Linked DNA regions of Mus musculus: region 1 is linked to region 2. The links are chromatin contacts, called in public Hi-C maps. All regions are on one chromosome and are shown on one strand. Each heading gives the region's core, a stretch centred on a gene start, on an enhancer-like site or on the middle of the called end of the contact. The rest is flanking DNA. Distances are from core to core; before and after follow the strand shown.

The links. A called contact is a pair of places that touch in the nucleus more often than the background predicts.
Region 1: a contact with region 2 is called in a Hi-C map of bone marrow-derived macrophages, with 23 read pairs. The contact joins two enhancer-like sites. A contact is called at or near these places in 2 of 484 Hi-C or Micro-C datasets (bone marrow-derived macrophages and nephron progenitors), 7 of 115 datasets of contacts at active chromatin or transcription factors (bone marrow-derived macrophages, embryonic basal ganglia, embryonic stem cells and 3 more) and 1 of 9 other capture datasets (embryonic stem cells).

What each region holds. Positions count from the first base shown.
Region 1 is chr2:166,479,949-166,485,421 of GRCm38.p6, reverse strand. No RefSeq gene overlaps it. Among named protein-coding and RNA genes, the nearest start is that of Gm30908, 11 kb to the right of the region's middle. Within about 2 kb of position 2,256, at least 56 of the 459 cell types and tissues checked have an H3K27ac peak or open chromatin away from gene starts, as enhancers often do. A contact at or near this core is called in bone marrow-derived macrophages, where this site is marked.
Region 2 is chr2:166,179,849-166,185,031 of GRCm38.p6, reverse strand. It overlaps Gm30320 (a long non-coding RNA gene), which reads right to left. Exons shown (of 4, transcript XR_866951.1): 4 at 2,295-2,654. Among named protein-coding and RNA genes, the nearest start is that of Gm30536, 12 kb to the left of the region's middle. Within about 2 kb of position 3,776, at least 169 of the 459 cell types and tissues checked have an H3K27ac peak or open chromatin away from gene starts, as enhancers often do. A contact at or near this core is called in bone marrow-derived macrophages, where this site is marked.

The DNA.
Region 1 (5,473 bases), core at 1,007-3,506, 300 kb before region 2:
TTGGCTACAGAAGAAGCTCCTGGGATACATCACAGCCCGAGGCATCTCCATCCTCTGCCAGCCCTGAAGCTAAGATGTGAGCAGACGACATCTCAGTCCTGCAGAAGATGGGGGAAGAAAGATTTGCTCTGGCCCGTGGTCCTAGGGAAGTTCAGTCTGCCGCATCAGACTAGGCACCAGGAGTGGAGGGGCAGGACGATCGGCTGGACTGTGGCAGCAGGGGTGTGGATGGAGGTCATTCTCATGACAGGGGACCAGGAAGGAGGCCAGTGGTGACTCTAGTGTTTACTGTCAATGCAAAACAAAACAAAACAATTCTGAGCCTAAGGGGAACGTGAGATAGTTTATTCTGTAGCCATTTTGAGTGAGCGTGGCTAAGGAACACAGATTTGAGTTATCCCAGATTCCATGGTCCAAGGCAGAAGCAGTTTCATGATGTTTTTATGGTTTTACAGAAAAGAGAAAGTCATAAATCAAGGCTAGAGTGCACGGGTGGGTACATCAGACAGATGGCTGCAGAGAGATGGGGGGAGCTGTCCTAGAGGTCTCAGATGTGTCTGATGACATTGCTAGCGTTTGGATTCGTGGAATCCAGTAGTCTGCTAAGTTAGTAGATCCCAAGTTTTTTATCTACTAGCCACAAGTTGTTAGTCCACACACAGAGATGGGCAAGGAATGGCTGTCACAGATGGCTAGATCTAGCCCAAGGTCAGGTAATCGGCTCTGGAACCTGCCTGGTTCCAACCTCTCCAAGTCACCACAGTGCTAAACAGCCACAGTCTCTGCAAACATGGCTGCTCCCCAGGAATTCTCATGGACACTGGCAAGCAACATTTCACCTGGATTTCCTCCAAACCTTGCTAAGGTGATCTCAGCAGCTGATGTGCTTTTATAAAAAGGATATGTTTTATGGAGCACAGTATGGTGAGGTGGGAGGGGGTACCTCAGCCAGCCTATGCTGAGGCATCCCTCCCCTCCATTCCTAGGTACCAGCCATATGATAGGTCTAGTACAGAATAGAGTTCATTTGGAGGCATGGGAAGGAGAGTTGAGGGGATGGAGAGAGAGAGAGAGAGAGAGAGAGAGAGAGAGAGAGAGAGAGAGAGAGAGAGAGAGAAGAGGAGAAGAGGCTGGCCAGGCCAAGAACATGTGAGGGTCGGGGAGAGAAAGGTGTTAAGGAGGGCAAAGGGAATCAGGGTTCAGAGTCAGAGAGGCCCATCTGTCCCTTTTATAGGAAGCCAGGCCTACTGGCTGTTGCTAGGTAATTGTTGGGCGGAGCTTAGAAGGAATGCTAACAGCAGCCATGACACTTGGCATTTGAGAGACCAACTCAACACACTAGTCACTGGTCTTGGTCAGGAAGCTGACCTGTTCTTCATGGGCACTTGTGCCTGGGCATTTGCATGTGGGAAGAGAGACATTGTCACATTGAAATTACCTCGACTATTCTATTTTCCCTTATATTTCTTCTTATGTTATAGCCTGGACATCAAATTTAAAAAACAGAACCAAAAGGATCATGTGTGGGACCAGAGCGATGACTCAGAGTTTCAGTACGCTTAGCTGCTCTATCAGGGGTGGGGGCTGGAATCTGGTTCCCAGTGCCAGTGTTGGGTGGTTCACAGAGGTCTGTAACTGCATCACCAAAAGATCTGATGCCCCCTACTGGCAGACACACGCACATAAAATAATAAAGCAAATCTTAAAAAACTATATAGATTATACTATCTGTGACTTTCATTTTAAGTTTGGACTACAGTGGAAATGAATTTTGAAATTGTATCTACAATGTAGCTTCAGGACTGTTAGGGGGGAGAGCTGCTCTTCCTTAGATGTAGCTCTTTCCCCAGGGAGCCTGTGACCTCATTTGAAGGAGCTTTTGAGCGCTTGCTAAATCAAGCCAGGTTTTCATGGCAAGAGCGCCTTACTTTTCTTCTTAGTTGCACGTCCTCCTCTGCCAAGACTCCTCTTACGGCCACGGCTGGAGGCTGGTGTAATTTTTATCCTTACATCCTCGGGCTGTCGAGACATGCCTGGAATTGTCCCCATCAAGTGTGGCAACCTGGCTCCGGTTTGTTACAGATGCTGCTGAGGCTGCTGCCAAATTTAGGCCACTGTCAGTGAGCAAATAATTTGTCCCTCCATAGGAGATAGAGAGACATCAACTCGAAGGAGCAAGGCAGGAAGCTTAGTCATGCAGATGGCACAGAGCACAGAGGGCAGAGGAGAGGCCTCCTTCACAGTCTGCAGCAGCCTGGGGTCTGGAGCCTGGAGGCAGCTATGGAAACACTGGCCAGGGCAGCCTGTGCTCGGCTCAGCCACAGAGGCTCCAGACAGGAGCAAACAGCACCGGTTCCCAGGACACCGAGAAGCAAGAAGTTAGCCAGAGGCTGCCTGGTCCTCAGCACACACAATGGGGGTCATTCCCCATGGAATCTGGAAGCCTCAGCTGATGCTCAACACACTGACTGGTTCTCACAGGGGACGGTGGGGGATGGGGGACGGTGACTTAGCAGCCAGGAGAGGTCTCTTGGATACTGGGAGAGCTGTCACTGTGATTCATGGCTCCTCTGACATCACAGGGAGGATGCAAAGTCAAGGTAGCCCAGGAAATGGGACATGGAGGCAGGACAGACAGACAGACAGACAGACAGACAGGCAGGCAGGCAGGCAGACAGGCAAGCAACACACACACACACACACACACACACACACACACACACACACACACACCACAGCAAATAAGGAATTGATCAGATAGGACGCCTTTAGTTCTTGTAAGCCACAGACATAGCCCTTTCCAGAAGAAGATCCACTAAATAAGGTATTCTGAAGCCACATGGAGACTGAAGACAGTAGGCACAGACCCCAGGGTTCAAATTATGCATCATCGGTGTCTTTTCACTTTTCTTCTTATACGTGGAGAAGAAAACAACCAAATAGTCGAAGAAAGGGAGGCTCCACATCAGAACCAGTAGAGGGTCTGAGCAGGAAGCCTTGGCATGGCTGTCTGCTGGCACTGGGAGAGGCAGGCACCCCTCTATCTGTGAAACGGGAGTGATGCTGGCCTTAAAGGGCAGGCTTCTACTGAACACTCTGGGGTCAGTCCTGGAACACTGGGCCCTCCAAGAGATGACTTTTTAAAACGTCCTCTTGCACTTGGCAAGGCCTGGGTAGCCCAGTAATGCTTATCCTGCTAAACGTTTCTGGGTAGAACTTTCTAGATGCCCCTTGGTGTCCCTTGTCTGCTGTTATATTAATACAACCTCCTATTTCTCAGTGTAAAGATGTTCTCACATGCGCCATGGCTTGAAGTGTTCACAAGGCTGCGTTCTGGTCAGTAGGAAGGGAAGTGATGGTCTGAGTTCCACATTGTGTCCTTCAACATGAGTCTGTTCCCCCGTCTGTACTCTTCCTACCTTTGGGAGTGTGACTCTGTTAGTGACTCTGTGGGGGCGGTTTAGGGTCGACATTCCGGGAGGGTGGGGCCACAGGCAGGGCCTGTTCCCCAGTGTCTCAGAACTGCAGCTTTAGGTATGGGTAGAAGGGGCAAAGGGGCGTGGGACACAGCTTATGGTTGTAGACTTGGCCTCTGTGTCTCCTTTACCCACAGGACCTGAGTTCTTTTGTCTGTCCTTGCTTGAAAACTCCAGTCTTCCCTGATTCCACTTGACTTCTGAATTATATCTTCCACCCCTGCTCCAGGTGAGGGACCAGCATGTATCGGGTGACCTGAGAGTCTGTGCTGCGGTCTGAATCTCCCCCTCTAGCTTTGGCATCTAGAGTGCTCATGACCTTGGTCTAGGAAGGGGGTCATCTGCAATCACAAGAGGTTGGATCAGAGGCTTGGACAGGTCCTGTGTTCTTGGGACATCTCTGACTTCCAAGTATGACAAGGCAGCCATGGTACTATAATTAAATTAAGACGAGGTCGGGTGGGAGGATGGGGGGCAGGGAGGATCATTCCATGCTGGCGACAAGATGAGAAAGTTGGGAGATTGGACAGGCCAGGTGTAGGCAGACTGAGTGAAAGGAGCGAGAGATCAAGACAGGAAAGACACTGACAGAGGAGGCCTGTGACACAAGTCAGGCCCAGCACTTTGTCTCACTCCACCCCACCCCAAGCTGCTGCCTCCCTCTTGGTATCTCCTGTGACCTCCACTTCTGAGACGCTTGGCCCCTTGTTGGCCTCAATCAAGAAAGAAGAGGGAGGAGGGAGTGGAAGAAGAGGCTAAGTAGGGAAGCCCAGTTTTTCAGAAGTAGGAACTGGCTTCCTCCAGTGGTTAGAACCATGTCACATGGCTCGGTAGAGCCAGGAGCCCTGACATCACACACAGAACATGTCTGTCACGGTCCTGTTGCTAGGGAACAAGGGCACATGAGAAAGCATGGCAGTATCCGACACAGTCCAAGGATCTGTCTGACAAGCCTATGTACAGCTGTTCCTAACAGAGGGCCATGGTGCCCATCTCCCCAGACAGCTGTGTTTCTGAGTGACGAAGGCCATTAACCCCAAGCTCCCAGCCTGAAGATTCCACCAGGGCTCAGGTTACCCCAAGTAGTCATCATACCCCTCAGGTGCAACAGAAACCCCAGAATCGCAACCGTCTATACACAGCCTCCTAGCAACACCCAAGTTAGCTCACTTAGGGTACCCATTCCCATCGCCCCAATTCCAGGCATCCCAACCTGTGGAACCTCAGCAGCCACCATAGGCCCACTTGCTGAGATGCCACAAGCCCTGTGCTGGCTGTGGAGCCCACCACCATCTCCAGCAGTTTAGAGGTCATCCCAGGAATAGGTCACTGCTCTGTAGGAGCCACAGTGGCCATTATTTCTGCTCCAGATCAGCCCTGGGTTCTTTTTTTTTTTTTTTTCCATTTTTTATTAGGTATTTAACTCATTTACATTTCCAATGCTATACCAAAAGTCCCCCATATCCACCCACCCCCACTCCCCTGCCCACCCACTCCCCCTTTTTGGCCCTGGTGTTCCCCTGTACTGGGGCATATAGAGTTTGCAAGTCCAATGGGCCTCTCTTCCCAGTGATGGCCGACTAGGCCATCTTTTGATATATATGCAGCTAGAGTCAAGAGCTCCGGGGTACTGGTTAGTTCATAATGTTGTTCCACCTATAGGGTTGCAGATCCCTTTAGCTCCTTGGCTACTTTCTCTAGCTCCTCCATTGGGAGCCCTATGATCCATCCATTAGCTGACTGTGAGCATCCACTACTGTGTTTGCTAGGCCCCGGCATAGTCTCACAAGAGACAGCTACATCTGGGTCCTTTCAATAAAATCTTGCTAGTGTATTCAATGGTGTCAGCGTTTGGATGCTGATTATGGGGTGGATCCCTGGATATGGCAGTCTCTACATGGTCCATCCTTTCATCTCAGCTCCAAACTTTGTCTCTGTAACTCCTTCCATGGGTGTTTTGTTCCCAAATCTAAGGAGGGGCATAGTGTCCACACTTC
Region 2 (5,183 bases), core at 2,527-5,026:
GAAGGTCTTCTTCCACCACGGTTCCTGGCTTAGCCATGCAACACACACACACACACACACACACACACACACACAGGAACTGGCAAACTCAACCGTACTTCTCCCATTTACAGATGCACATGCTACACATGCTATCTCTCTATTGCGAGCTCTCTCCCTCCCTCCCCCTCCCTCTCCCTCTCTCAAGTGCAAGTTCAGGGACATAATACAGAGTGATTACCCAGCATGCACAAGGCCCTGGGTTCCATCTCCTGTGTTACAGAAAAAGAAAAAGTTGCTCTTTGCTGTATCCTGTGTCTAGACCGTGCCTGCTCAGCCAAGATTTGCTGAAGGAGCATCACAGGACCTAACTGCAATTCCAGCACTTGGGAGGCGGAGCTGGGGAGATAGATAATCATCAAGCTTGCCTCGCCTCGCCCCCTGCAGGCCACTTTCCACATGGTAGGCACAGACCTCCTGTTAACCCTCCCAATGCCATACAGTCCTGACTCCTTGACTGGATCCCACTGCATCTCACTGCCCACTCTGCCCAGACCTGCTGCTGCCTTGCAAAACTCCTACACACTATAAAGGCACGCACTCACTGTCGTCAGGAACCCTGTCCCCTTGAAATCCCTACAGCTTGCTCAGCCATGACCTTGCAGAATGGCCTTTCCTGACCGTTATTACTGTGAGCACCATATGCCAGTTATTATTGAATAACAATAGGTTCACAAGATTTAGCTATTTCAAGGACAGTGGTTTGTCATATAATACACCTAGCCTAGTAACCTGATGAGACAAATGCCTATTCTTGTTTTCTGGTCTTAATTAATAATATTAACTCTAACATCACATAGCACAAGGCACATAGGAAATATGTCTGTGTCTATACACACCTTTACAGAAAGAATACAGGCTAAAGAGGATGTAGCAGAATTCAAAATGCTTTAGAAGTAGACTGAGAGTCTGTATTGATAAGATACAATGGGATGGAGACATGGTTTACTGGTTAAGAGCACTGTCTGCTCTTCCAGAGGTCCTGAGTTCAATTCTCAGCAACCACATGGTGGCACACAACCATCTGTAATGGGATGCCCTCTTCTGTCATGCAGGTGTACATGCAAATAGGGCAGTATTGATAGATAGATAGATAGATAGATAGATAGATAGATAGATAGATAGATAGATAGATAGAGTGATAGTTTATATATGCTCAGCCCAGGGAGTGGCACTATTAGAAGGTGCTGTCCTGTTGGAGTAGGTGTGTGCTGTGGGCTAACGACCCTATTCCTAGCTGCCTGGAAGCCAGTATCCTGCTAGCAGCCTTCAGATGAAGATGTAGAACTCTCAGCTCTTCCTGCATCATACCTGCCTGGATGCTGCCATGCTCCTGCCTTGATGATAATGGACTGAACCTCTGAACCTGTAAGCCATCCCTAATTAAATGTTGTCCTTATAAGAGTTGCCTTGGTCACGGTCTCTGTTTACAGCTGTAAAACCCTAACTAAGACAGACAGACAGACAGGATTCCATACCACACCAATGCTGAGAGGGGCCACCATGGCTGAAGTCAGGGTTTGAAGCTGTCTAACTGCGAGATAAAAAAGAACCTAGGTCCAGAAAAGGAAACTGCAGGTTCATGTCCAGATGGGTGACGGATGGTCAGGCAGGCAGTCAAGTAAGCTGCATCAGGATCAGGGGACTGAGCTGAGCTGCATGGAGTTCCAGGATAGTCAGGCCGCTCTCTGCTTGTTGGTCCTTGAGAAGCACACAGGTGTGGATGATAGGTTGGCGAGGGGCCATGCCATCGCACTGAGAAGAAGTCAGAGTTTCCTCTGCCTGGTATGCCTGACCGTCCTGATTGATCGCAATACACCCTACCCTAGTGTACCCCTATGGTCTCAGTTCACCCTAGCAAACTTGTAAGGTGGCTCCCTTTCTATCCCTAGAGATGAGTCCCTTACCAGTCTGGTCTGGGTGGGTGGTACCTGGCAGATGATGCAGTTTCAGAGTCCACCCAGGGGTTGCAGTCACCCATCCCCACCCCTGCCATCAAGATGGAGTCCAGAGCTCTTTTTTTTTTTACAGACTTATTTATTTTATTATATGTAAATACACTGTAGCTATCTTCAGTCGCTGTAGAAGAGGGCGTTAGATCTGGTTGTGAGCCACCATGTGGTTGCTGGGATTTGAACTCAGGACCTTTGGAAGAGCAGTCAGTGCTCTTAACCGCTGAGCCATCTCCATCCCCAGAGCTCTTTGTAAGATGGAGTCTCCTAGGGCAAGCCCCCTCCCCCCCCCCCCCCCCGCAAACCCACTGTGTTATACAATATGCAGTAACTTAGCATAGGGTCTAGCCTCAGTCAGCAGTCGCCCTCCTTGTTCCGGAAGGTGAGCTCTGAGGACCTCCTTTCCCTATGGACCTCGGAAGGACGATGCTGGGCCTCAGGGTAGGTGCATCAGCACTCCCCATTGCTCAACAGCAGCTGTCAGGTCCCCTTCTCTACTGACATTCAGCCAGGTCCCCATATGCTGCTCCTGGCCTCTCCAAGCCTCACTGCTGGGGTAGCAACGCCACCCTGTTTGGCTGCAAACATCGCCTCTCAGGTCATTTAACCGTCTCTTTGCTTCCTGCTTCAATGCATCATGTTAATGAGGCTTTGTCTCCTACCCTGAAGAGAAGAAAATTAAAAACAGCAAACGCATGTCACATGGCACCAACCCAGGCTTGCGGGGACATTCAAGATGGGGACACAATCCTCTCAGATTCATCTCTTCACATTCCCTGTCCTTCCAGGTGTCCGTCACAGAAATGCAGCCCACCTCCTTTGAGACAGGTCTCTCTTCGGCCTGGAGCTCACCAATTAGGCAAGACTGGTTGGCCAGCGAGCCTCCTGTCCACACCTCCCGCACTGGGGCTACCCACGCATGCCACCACACCCAGCTTTCTTATGTGGGCTCTGGAACTCAAGTCCTTAAGCTTAACCGCCTCCTCAGCCCCTCTAAGGACCTTTTAAATAAAATTGATAGCAGCCAGCCTTTCTTGATCCCTGTCCCTTCGACTCCATGTCCCTTCCCACACAACGCAGATTTGATGTACAGGGGTGGGGATGTTTGGTTAGGAAGGGAATGTGGGGCCAGTGGCCACGTGAGCAAGCCCAGAGTCTGTCCTTCCATGGCACTTACAAGAACACCCTCAAGGCCTGCAGCTGCTCCCTGCTGCTAGCCCGCAATGGATCTGGAGCCCCCAAACCATTCAGGAAGTGCCCGAATCCAACCCTTAGAAACTGGAGGCAACAAAGGCTTGTGTGAGCCATGAACATTGGAAGGATGGGGGACTTTGTTACACAGCCAAAGCTGACTGCTACAAAGCCCACACCCGCTTCACACTCCTATGTGTCTAGAAATATTCAGGGCACGATCTACAGCCCAGCTCCCATTACCTTCCTTCGGCATCCCCACCCTGAGGCATGCCCACTCTCTGCCCTCAACAAGCCTTCAGAATGGTCCCATTTTCCAGCCTGAGCACCAGTCCAAGAGAAGGGGGGATCCTAACCAATTAGCCCAAGTTTCCATGAGCTCTGTCTGTCTCAGCCCAGAAGGTCATATGTCCATGAAGCACCCAGCCACAGTCTGAGATGCAATGAGATCCACCCTGCAGAGATTGTTTTATGGAGATTTCTGTTCAATGTCAGACCAGCTTCTGTCTTTTCAATCTTCCAGACTGCTAAAGGATGTGAAATCTTTGCCTCTGACCACTTCCTCATCCAGGCCCATATGGAGAAGTGAAAGGACTTTTTGGGACTCTTTCTTGCTTGTTCCTTTAGAAGGAACAAGTGTTTGTGTGCCCTTTATTCCGACTATGGGCATAAGAATGTCTGCCTTTCCCTGCAACCAACACATCCTATCCCAGCAAACATGAACTGTTGTCAGGGACACGAGGAACCCGACTCCATGTCTTCTGAGAACTCCAAACAGCCTGGCTGTGTACAGTCACACTGTCAGTAGAAACAGAAACCATAGAAATGGGGTAAGCACACCCCACGAGGCATCAGAAAGGGGTGCAGACTATAGTGTGGGTGGGGCCGGTGGGGGAGGAGTTTGGAGCATGGAGCAACAGAATGGAAACTGGAAAGCTGCCAAGGAAACTATGGCAGAGAGAGCCAGAAAGCACCCGGGACGTTTGCTCAGGACTGGAGGGAGCGAGGCGTCATTAAGCTGACTTGCCTGGGCTTCCACGAGACAATGGGATTCATTTAATGAGAGAGGCCCCGGCATGGCAGAAATCTAAATTAATCCTTTGCTCGGCAGTTCACAGGGGAAGATGAGGAAGAAGTTGTCTTTAGAAATCACAACACTTTTTCCACCACCAAGGTAAAAACTCAGAGAGGAAAGAGAATGGGATAGGCACAAACAAACTTTCAAAACTGGCCCTGTCCTGTGCTTCCAGCCTGGCTGCTCCTCCAGGGCCTGCCTCTGGAGTTCTCTGGGGAAAACTGTCTCTGGGCCCCATGAGACTTCTCTCCCTTGCTGCTGCTGGCCTTAGCCCTCAAACTCTCAGTTCAACTGGCTAACTCCCTGGCTGGGTTTTCTTCTGGTGATTAAAAACACAGAAGTCAATCTTTTCCAGATGCCTGTGGTCGCTTTCCTGTGCTTTGGGGCTTCTGTTACCAGGCAGAGTAGACTCGAGATGAAATTGAAACCTGCCAACACAGGCAGGTCCCCCTCTCAAAGACTCATAAAAAAACGGGTGCGAGGAATACTCAAAACAGCTGGGACGGGCAAATGGCTTCTAGAAGCCCTGCTTCTGTGTGTTAGGAAGGAGGATGGGCCCATCCCTTGGAGAGTCTGATGGTCTCTGTTTGCTGTGATGTGATTTCTCCCAGGGCAGGCTGGGGTGTACACACCCATCCTATAAGCTGGGAGCTTTTATTATCTGTCTTATACACAATACTTGCTGCCCACAGTGCTATTTTGACCAAAGACAGGAAAGTAATTTTCCGAAAGTGAGCCACCAGCCCCCCTAAGGGTATCAACTTCAGTCCTGAATGGCTCAGCTCCTGGTTTCTTGCCTTGACCAGGCCTCCAAAGACAGAGTCTAGGCCAATCCCTCCCACTCCCCTCCCCCAGGTTGTTGCTCTGGGCAACATCTTCTCAGGCAGGCCTCTCTTGACCTCTGCACTCTGCATCCCTGACAGCTG